Linked DNA regions of Sus scrofa: all the other regions are linked to region 3. The links are chromatin contacts, called in public Hi-C and promoter capture Hi-C maps. All regions are on one chromosome and are shown on one strand. The core of a region is the stretch at or near the end of the contact, and the rest is flanking DNA. Distances in the headings are between cores, read along the strand shown. Region 1 holds the start of EBP (emopamil binding protein (sterol isomerase)). Region 2 holds the start of RBM3 (RNA binding motif (RNP1, RRM) protein 3). Region 3 holds the start of HDAC6 (histone deacetylase 6).

Region 1 (3,378 bases), core at 491-2,990, 250 kb after region 3:
TGGCTCAGTGGGGCACGAACCCGACATAGTAACCATGAGGATGCAAGTTCCATCCCTGGCCTCGCTCAGTGGGTTAAGGATCCAACAGTGCCACAAGCTGCGGTATAGGTTGCAAATGCGCACAGTGCTGCTGTGGCTATGGCGTAGGGCTGGCGGTTGCAGCTCTGTTTTGACCCCTAGCCTGGCAACTTCCATGTGCCTTGAGTACGGCCCTACAAAAAGGGGAAAAAGAAAAAGATGTGTATATAGCATGTTATCATTTACAAAAAGGAGAAAAATAAAAATGATGAAGACAAGGAGTTCCCGTCATGGTACAGCAGAAATGAATCTGACTAGGAACCCTGAGGTTACGGGTTTGATCCTTGGCTTCGCTCAGTGGGTTAAGGATCTGGTGTTGTCGTGAGCTGTGGTGTAGGTCGAAGACGTGGCTTGGATTCTGTGTTGCTGTGGCTGTGATGTAGGCTGGCAGCTGTACCTCTGATTTGAACCCTAGACTGGGAACCTCCATATGCCACAAGAGTGGCCCTAAAAAAAAAAAAAAAAGTAAAGATATAGTTATAAGGTATCTACTACCTGCCAAACCCTGTTCTAAGTGTCTTACGTGTATTTGGATATTACAATTCTCCCTCTTTTTTTTTTTGCTATTTCTTGGGCTGCTCCCACGGCATATGGAGGTTCCCAGGCTAGGGGTCGAATCGGAGCTGTAGCCGCCGGCCTACGCCAGAGCCACAGCAACGCAGGATCCGAGCTGCATCTGCAACCTACACCACAGCTCACGGCAACGCTGGATCGCTAACCCACTGAGCAAGGGCAGGGATCGAACCCGAAACCTCATGGTTCCTAGTCGGATTTGTTAGCCACTGCGCCACGACGGGAACTCCACAATTCTCCCTCTTTTACAGTTGAGCAAACTGAGGTTTATGTGTGTGAAATATAAGCAATTACTGGGGGCAACTTGGTAGATAGAAGGTAGATAGATTTTCACTGCATATTTCTTTAAATGGGTCCAAATCGCTTTGGATCCATGTGAATATATATGCGACAAAAAAGTTAAATACATTTTAAAAATATATTAATGGGGAGTTCCCGTCGTGGCGCAGTGGTTAACAAATCCGACTAGGAACCATGAGGTTGCAGGTTCAATCCCTGGCCTAGCTCAGTGGGTTAAGGACGCGGCGTTGCCGTGAGCTGTGGTGTAGGTCGCAGACAAGGCTCAGATCCCACGATGCTGTGGCTCTGGTGTAGGCCGGCAGCTACAGCTCCGATTCGACCCCTAGCCTGGGAACCTCCATGTGCCATGAGAGCAGCCCTAGAAAAGGCAAAAAGACCAAAAAAAAAATTTAATTAATGGGAAAAGTGTCAGTGGGTGGGTGACCATCTAAGCCAATCTCTGCCCAGGAAATTCCCTCCCACAGCACGCTGAAGAACTTAGGACTCACAGAGTTGAGATAAGAAGGCTTGGTCTCCAAGAAGCTCCTCGTGGTAGAGACAGAACCAGCCCTCAATCACCAAGTGAACGAACCCACAGACTGCAAACCAGCACAAGGACAGTCTCCGCCAAGTGCTCAGTGGGACGACCGCAGCACGACCTGACAACAGCCAGGTAGTGACGACTAAGACTCCAGAGGCGGAGAAGAGGCCAGCCAGGATATGCCAAGTGGGGCAGTCATTAGGCACAAAGTTGTCCAGCCTCAGGTGCCGAGGCCAGTATGGATGCATGGGGCTGGCGTTGGTGGTCATGTCTTTGTCGGCTGACAGCTGTGGGCTGTGTATGGATATGTAGAAAGGAGAACAAAGAAAGAGGAAAAACCTGGGAAAAAAAAAACAAAGGGAAAGCACAGAATGAGATCATAAAATCAAATCTAGGAGTTCCCCCTCTGGCTCAGCGGTAATGAACCCGTCTAGTATCCATGAGGACGTGGGTTTGATCCCTGGCCCGGCTCGGTGGGTTAAGGATCCAACGTTGCTGTGAACTGTGGTGTAGATTGCAGATGCAGCTCAGACTCCGCATTGCTGTGGCTGTGGCACAGGCTGACAGCTACAGCTCCAATTCAACCCCTAGCCTGGGAAATTCCATATGAGGCCAGTGCTGCCCTAAAAAGACACACACACGCACACAAGCACACGCACACACACAAAATCAATCTGTTATGATAAGAAATGTAAATGGACTCAATTAATTATACGCTGTTTTAAAAACATGACTGGAAGACCACGCAAAGTCTGAAAGTTTGTTCCAGCCCTCCGGAAGCCATATGTGGTGGACACAGGAACCAGAACAGGTCCCAGCCCTCACTGGTTACAGTCTGCAGGGGAAGACAGGAACCAGGTCTAGTCTGCCCTCATTGGTCACAGTCTGGTGAGCAGACACAAGAATCAGACTAGATCCTAGCCCTCATTGGTCACGCTCTGGTGGGGAGAGACACAGGAACCAGGCTTGGTCCACGCTTTTAGAGGTCACAGACGGCTGGGGGAGACAAAGGAGCCAGGCCTGGTTCCAGCCCTCAAGGGTCACAGTCTGCTGGGGGAGACACAACGACCAGGTTAGGTCCCACTGCAGGGGTCTCTGTCTTGCATCATTCAATGGACAGCTATTACCCTCCCCATAGTTCTGACAACTGCAGGACAGAAGAGAGAAAACTAATCAGAAATACTACCCTCAGGTTCAGTGTGTGGGATTGCCCGATCCCTCCTGAAAGAGTGCAACCCGCAGCCAACCTGCAAGAAAGAGGAACGTGGAGGACAGGATCCCAGCTTGGGGCGCTAAAAAGGAAAAGGAGGGTCAAAGACAGAGACCACCAATCAAAACCAGAATCCTCTACTCCAGCTGCCCAATGAGAAGGTGGATCTTCTGTCGTCCGGACAACAGCGCGGTAGCCGGGGATCCTGCGCAAGCGCGTGGGAGGGCGGGGAGGCACGGCGTGGGTTGGCAGGCGGGTGGCGGAGAGAAAGGGTCTCGCGCAGGCGCGCCGAGGGTCGGTCATTTGGCAATTAAGAGCTAGGGGATGGAGTGGCAGTCCTGGCGGAGAGGACTCACCCAGCAGCGCGGTTGCGGCGGCTTCTCCCACAGCCTCCCAGGTCTCTCTAGGCTAGCTCGCAGGGTCCGAGAGAGCCGTGATTCTTACCCATCCCTTCACGGTTTCCTCGCCTTATGGAGTTGGCCAATGGAGAGGCTCGCAAGGCGGCCAGTGCTGCTCCCAACCAGTAGGAATTCTCTGTGTGCCTCCGACCCCGCCCTCATGTGTGGTGCCATTTTCTCTATTGGTTGAGACCCAGTCAGGAGTGGGAGAGGCGGGGAGGGCCAAGGTTGGTGGGCGTTTTAGGGCGGAAGCCAATCTGCGGCGAGTCTCGTCTTCAATTTCCCTATCCGCTTATCAA
Region 2 (3,284 bases), core at 185-2,684, 210 kb after region 3:
TACTACCTAAGCCCAGGGCAGGTCAACCATCCACAGGTGGCTTCTCGGCCTCATGCAGGACCAGTCGTCGCCTCCCAGGCAGCCCGGCTCTGTCTGCCGCTGCCCTCCACCCCCTAGAACAGAAGGCAGTCACGCTCCTGTGAGTGGGCACTGCGGGGCTTGGTGGCCGCGCTGCCCCTGGCAGACAGAGGGAAAAAAACAGAAAGAATGGTGGAAGTGACAGATGGGGGCAGGGCCCCTATGCAGGTAGGAGGCCTCACCTCTCCATTCATGGCTCTCATTGCATTTGAAGCATGTTCTGGATTGGTGAAGGTAATGAAGCCAAAACCCCGGGATCGCTGAGTCTCCCGGTCCTTGACAACGACCACTGGGAAAAGGGAGAGGAGAGAGAGGTGAGGAAAAAAAGCGGCAAAGGGTGTCAGGTAAAGAATGGACCTCCCTTCCACCAACCCTCAATTGAGTTCTCAGCCTTGGGCCTAGGAACAAAGGAAGGAAAAGGGTAATGTAAAGGCTTGGAGTCCTGACCCTCCTCTCCATGTTCTTTGAAACGCATGGGGCCCAGATGTTCTCCCACAACTCCCCCCATCACACCTCTGGCCCATGTCTCACCCTCAGAAATAGGTCCGAAACTGCTGAAGTGGTCTTCCAGAGCCTGCTCATCTGTGTTGAAGTTGAGCCCTCCCACGAAGAGCTTCCCTTCTTCAGAAGACATGTCAATAAATTGAGTCCTTCGGGGAGGATATGGACAGTGGAGATGAAAGAAAAGGTCGGAGTTTTGAGAAGAGACGAGAGAATGGAGAATAGACAAAAATAACTAAATAAGGAGACCCCCCACCCAAAAAAAGTAAAGAAGCCAAAAAGGCGGGAATCTGCCGGGCTGGCTCAGCGAGATAGCCGTTTTGGGGGACCACTTTCGCGCATGCTCACAAAATCCCCTGCCAACACGCCCGTCATTTTGTGCGGCCGCGCATGCCCAGAACACCCTTGCACGCTCCCTCCTCACCAGCAGAAGATGGTGGAAGTCACGTGACGAAAAAAACCGCACTCCCCCACCCCCGACACACATCCCCACCTCCCTTCCGCAGGTCTCTGCCGTCGCGTGGTCACTGCCGCTACCCAAGCCGCCAGTCCCTCCCGGCATTCCTCGCACTCGGAGATAGCGCGCCAGCCTCGCACCAACCCCAAAAATGTCACCTCCGAGCATGGGACCCGCCTGCCCCGGAAAAGCGCAAGTCTACGTGTCAGAAACCTCTACTCTCCCACTCGCTCTCGCCCAACGCGGCGCACGTTAGTGAATCGAGGAGCGGCCCCTCTGCCAGACCAACGCTGCTTACCTGGAAATTAGAAAAAAAGGCAGAAGACACGGCTACAGCTAAGAAGCCGACAGACTGGGAAGAATGTCGCGCGGGAAGACGCTTGATAAGCGTACGTAGCGTATACGTCACGGAACGTCTGCCGCGCGTGCCGGCGTGAGTGCTCATTGGATGAGGCCATTGAGTCTCATCCAATGGGGTGGGAGGAAGTGACGGCAAAGCCTAGGGAGCAAAGCGTTGAGCCCGCCTCAGGGAATGGAGGCGGTTTTTGGGTAGTTGGTGCACGGTGATGTCAGCATCCCTCCACTGGCCACAGCTTTCTTCATCCTGTTTGTGCACAAACCTTTCCGCTCTCACACTCCTTTCCATTCCGGACATCACTCCAATCTTGACGTCATTTCCCCCATTGGTTCTGATGTCTTCCTTTAGGTCCGCCGATAACTTCTTTCACCTTCTAGTCCTCTAACTTCATATCCCCAGTGCTTTATCCCCGCACAGTCCCTGAGTCATCAGCCTTCACAGCCCTTAACATCAGACCCTTTGTTTCTCAGTGCCTGACTCTGACTCCTACATTTTCTTCTCTGTGCCCGACATCTAGCCACCTGGTATGGGACTCCTTTCCCTGGCATTATTCTTGCTCATTTATAACTTCAGCGCTCATTCTTATCTGGCACCCTCCTGAAGCCAGTTTCTCGAATTCCCCCACCAGTAGACTGCCCGAGGGGCCTTCTAAAAACAGGATGCCCCAGGATTTCCCATCATGACTCAGTGGTTAACGAATCCGACTAGGAACCATGAAGTTGTGGGTTCGATTCCCAGCCTCGCCCAGCGGGTTAAGGATCCGGCGTTGCCGTGAGCTGTGGTTGTAGGTCACAGACGCGGCTTGGATCCCGCGTTGCTGTGGCTGTGGTGTAGGCCGGCAGCTACAGCTCCGATTAGACCCCTAGCCTGGGAACCTCCATATGCCTCAGGAGCGGCCCTAGAAAAGGCAAAAAGACAAAGAAATTTAAAAAGTAAATAAATAAAAACAGGATGCCCCAAACTTCAATCCAAGAGAACGATTTTTGCTGTCACAGGGTTGCTGAACCCTTGATGCACAGAAAGGACTTTAAGAATACATAATGCTCTCATCCCAAACAAGAAGTGTTTGAACCCACTGCCCACAATTTGGTCTTTTTCAGCCTTCTGAGTGTCTGAGCTACCTTTACAATGAATAGATTTGACAGACTTTTCATTTCCGAGGAACCCATCAAGGAAGAATGGGTTAGTTTGTCCTTGGAAACTCTAAGTGTGTTAACTCATGGGGTGGACTTGTCCAGCCTGCTAAGAGTCAGGACCCCAAACACAGACTAGATTTGTTAACTTTTGGAGTACTGTATGGTGTACATCCACAAAATGGACTTGTCTGGCTTTTGCCATATCCAGACCCCCTAAGCCCAGGATGGATGTGAATAGATTTTACATTGTCCACATATGTACTGGTCTTAGCCCCTGAGAATCTGAGCCCCCATGCAAAAAAAAAAAAAAAAAAAAGGTACTTGTTTACCTCTCAAAGTGTCTGAACTCTGATCGTATTCCACAGCTTATGACACATCTTCATGGTCCATACAAAACCTCTCATTTTATTTATTCTTTTATTCTTGCACCCAAATATCATTTTCTTCCTCCCACAGTTAAACACTTTATCAAGTTTAATGTGTATGTTTTGGTGTGAGTGCATATAAAATCTGCATTTTTGTGTATGCTCTTAAAGTAAATGGTACTGCCATTTTTTTTTTGACTTTTTTTTTCAGCCAGCATTATGTTTTGGTTTTTTTGGGGGGGGCACACCTGTGGCATATGGAAGTTCTCAGGCTAGGGGTCAAATCAGAGCTGCAGCTGCCAGCCTATACCACAGCCACAGCAACTTGTGATCCGAGCCACATCTGCGACCTATGCTGCAGCTTAAAAGGCAATGCAGGATCCTTAACC
Region 3 (3,331 bases), core at 571-3,070:
GTGATTTGAGTATGGCCTGGAGAAGCCAGCCTCACCTGTCATCCCAGAGGCAGTGGAATTCATTTAGCTGCTCATCCAACACCAAGCCAGTGCCAGACGGTGTCCTGGCCTCCAGGTTCAGATCCTGTGAGGAAAAAGAAAAAAGGGAAAGGCTGATGCATTGAGAGCCTGAGTCAGAGGGAACCTCCCACACTCTCCAGGATGGAGAACCTCACGGTTTTGATTGTCACAGGAGGCTACATTGCAGCCAGGCCCCCTCTCACCAGCCCTTGGAGCCCCACGATTAGGTCTTGCTCGGCTGCTTGGCTAAGCTTCTTCATTCTGCCTTTCTTCTTTACATCCGCTAGATTGGGGCTGGAGCGGAGTCCGGCACCCTTTTTAACACCTCGCTTCTGCCAAACAGAGAGAAGGGTCAGAGTCCAGTACACGGCCCACTGCTCCCCCTCCCCCTCAAGAGGGCCGGTCAGGGGCCTCACCGAGGTGACGCTGGAGTCGTGTGGGGGGGAGTGGGGGTTGTGCCTACTTCTTCGCTGCCTGGTTGTGGTGGAATCCTGGCCGGTGGAGGTCATGGCTGGGGAGACTTCACCCCTGACGCGGTTCTGGGGGGTGGGATGGAGGTGACTGAGAAGGGGCCCCGAGCGCCCTGAAGACCCCTCATCCCAGCCCCTTCCCAGGCCCCGCCCCCTACGCTAGCCTCCATCCCTTAGGCTATCTATTCCCCACCACCTCTAAACTCCGCCTCTCTCAAGGCTCTCTCCCTCCAAGGGGGTGTCCATTCCACTTGGTCCCGCCCATTCCACGAGGCTCCACCCCTTTACACTATTCTTTACCCTTTCGGTCTGGCTCTTTCACAGAGCAATTAACCCCCTGGCCCAGTCCTGATCTAAGCCAGCCCTTGCCAGCTAATCACCGCCCCTTTCACTCTATCAAGCCCCATTCCCAGATCCTTTCATTCCTCAAAGCCTCGCCCAGACCCCACCCCTTCGCAAACCTGCCCTGGCCAGCCAATCTCCCAGGATAATCACCCACCCTTTCACTCAGCCAGCCCCAGCCCCGGGCCCCGACTCCACCCTTAACGATCCACTTAACTCCACCCCTTATCGGGCTGGACCGGCACCTTCCACTAGGCTAGATCCCGCCCCTAACGTTTCAAGGAGCCCAGCTCCTCAGGGGACTGCCCTTTCCCTTCCGCCAGGCTCCACCCCCTGCCCAGGCCCAACCCCAAACGCTTCCCCAAGCCCCTACAGCCATTTCCGAGCCCCTCCCCCAGACCCGCCCCCCCCTCCCCGCCCCCGCTGTCGACGTTGACGAATCCCTCCACTCACTTGGCGCAGCCCCTTTCTCAAACTCCGCCCTTGGCGCGCGCCGCCAATTTCTCGGCGACCTGTAGGGCCGCGGGTGCCTGAGCCTCTCTTTTCCATTGGGCCAGATCTCTCTACAGCCCGCCCCGATCCCGCCCACACCGGGGAGAGCCGGCCTTGCGCCTCCAGCGGAACGCACAAACGGCGGATCAGCGCGTCAGTGCGCGACGCTGGCCGTGCCGCGCCTGCGTGAAGCGCGCGCCGGCTGCCTGACGCGGCGCTCGGGCTCAAGCTTCTCCCCTCCCCCAATCGCCACAGCTGTCACCCTGGCGGTCGTGACCGCGGTTTCTTTGTCCCTGTCCAGTTACCTTAGGAGCCCACCGGACTCGCGCCAACTGTACCGTGCGGTGACTCAAGAGTGCAAGCAAGCAAGCGAGGGAGTTAGGAAAGGGCGTCTTCTCCCTGCCCCCTGGCTTCCCGCGCGGCGCGCCGTGATGACGTAGCGCGGGCGGGCTGGTGGCTGGGCCTGGAGCGCGGTGGAAATTGGACGAGGCTGGTGGCGGCCAAAAAGGGAGTGGTGATGATGACAAATGTGAGAATTTTCTGAGTTCATATTCACTAAGGTGGTACGCAAGGAAGCACTCACCAAATGTTAGCTATTAATAGTCTGCCGCGAAAATGGATGGTGGAATGGAAGGGGGAATGATCGTGACGATAGCAAGTTGTATGTGACAGGCATTGTCGTAAGCCACAGTTCTATGAGGTACTTCCCAGTACTAAGGCTGCTTTGCAGATAAGGAAACTGAGGTTATGGGACTTAGCCATGTGACTTTGGGCAAGTTACTGAACGACTCTGTGCTTCAGTTTCCTCCTCTGGGAAATTGTGATAATAGTGCCGGGGAGTCAGAATGGACCTTGGGAGGGGAGTTTTTCTTGGGTGACAGCTCTTCCTGTCTGCTCCCTCCAGTGGGTAACCTCTGCACGCAAGCTGGAATAGAAAGTGTATGGGTAGGGGGGAGTTGCGCCCCCCCCCCACAATGCGCCCTCCCAACTCTCTCCCACCCCATGGCTAAATGTCTGAATATCAGCCTCGCAGGAGGCCGGTTTGTCCTCCTAATCTCCCTCTCTCATTCTTCACCATTTCCTACCGGGCTGTAGGCTGGGGCGGGAGAGATAAGGGGTCTGGGGTTCAGCATCGCTGACTAACCAACAGATTGACAGCCCCACCGCCCAGTAGCTGGGCCCTCTGACACTCTTGCAAACCCGTTTCAACCTAGTCTTCCCTTCCACTCTTTTCCTACCTGAACGTGTCTTTTGTCCCAGTGGAAGAGGGTCGCAGCTAAAAGACCTTTACACCTCCACGTACGCCAGAGAAAACATGTATATGCAGTGATAAACACAGAGGAACGTTCTGAGGTGATGCTTGCAAAGTGAAAGAGTAGGGAGTCTTGTAAGGGCCAAGACCCACTTTTTTTGTATAGTCAGAAGGGAGGTTTCTGTACAACAAAGGTTGGCAAACTTTTTCTGTAAAGGGCCAGATAGTAAATATTTTAGGTTTTGCAGGCCACATACTGGCCTCTGGGGCATTTTCTTCCTTCCTTTTCTTTCTTTCACTTTCTCTTTTCTTTTCTTCATCTTCTTTTTTTAGGGCTGCACTCGCAGCATATGGAGGTTCCCAGGCTAGGGGTCCAGTCGGAGCTGTAGCTGCCGGCCTACACCACAGCCACAGCCACAGCCACACCAGTTTGGAGCCGTGTCTGAGACCTACACCAGAGCTCAGTGCAATGCCGAATCCTTTAACCCACTGAGCCAGGCAAGGGATTGAACCTGCGTCCTCGTGGATGCTAGTCAGATTCGTTTCTGCTGAGCCATGACGGGAACACCTTCCCTTTTCTTTCCTTTTCTTTCTTTTGCCTTTCCATGGCACACAGAAGTTCCCAAGCCAGAGATGGATCTTGAGCCACAGCCACAGTGACTATGCCAAATCCTTAACCACTAGGCCGCCAGGAAACTCCTCCTTTCCTTTTTTT

What was found. Promoter capture Hi-C pulls out the DNA fragments that hold promoters and counts their contacts. A called contact is a pair of places that touch in the nucleus more often than the background predicts.
Region 1: a Hi-C map of liver shows a contact between it and region 3, with 3 times the contacts expected there. The contact joins the promoter of EBP here to the promoter of HDAC6 in region 3. A contact is called at or near these places in 4 of 47 Hi-C or Micro-C datasets (liver, mesenteric adipose tissue and skeletal muscle).
Region 2: a contact with region 3 is called in a promoter capture Hi-C map of liver, with 4 times the contacts expected there. The contact joins the promoter of RBM3 here to the promoter of HDAC6 in region 3. A contact is called at or near these places in 1 of 5 promoter capture datasets (liver) and 1 of 2 datasets of contacts at active chromatin or transcription factors (alveolar macrophages).

Annotation. Positions count from the first base shown.
Region 1 is chrX:42,670,421-42,673,798 of Sscrofa11.1, reverse strand. It overlaps EBP (emopamil binding protein (sterol isomerase)), which reads right to left and starts at 1,740. Exons shown (of 4, transcript NM_001167646.1): 1 at 1,440-1,740. The coding sequence starts at 1,740.
Region 2 is chrX:42,702,199-42,705,482 of Sscrofa11.1, reverse strand. It overlaps RBM3 (RNA binding motif (RNP1, RRM) protein 3), which reads right to left and starts at 1,434. Exons shown (of 7, transcript NM_001243419.1): 1 at 1,335-1,434; 2 at 610-728; 3 at 261-367. The coding sequence starts at 712.
Region 3 is chrX:42,916,400-42,919,730 of Sscrofa11.1, reverse strand. It overlaps HDAC6 (histone deacetylase 6), which reads right to left and starts at 1,820. Exons shown (of 29, transcript XM_003360315.5): 1 at 1,670-1,820; 2 at 477-599; 3 at 264-392; 4 at 36-124. The coding sequence starts at 569. It overlaps LOC110257658 (a long non-coding RNA gene), which reads left to right and starts at 1,808. Exons shown (of 6, transcript XR_002340570.1): 1 at 1,808-1,893.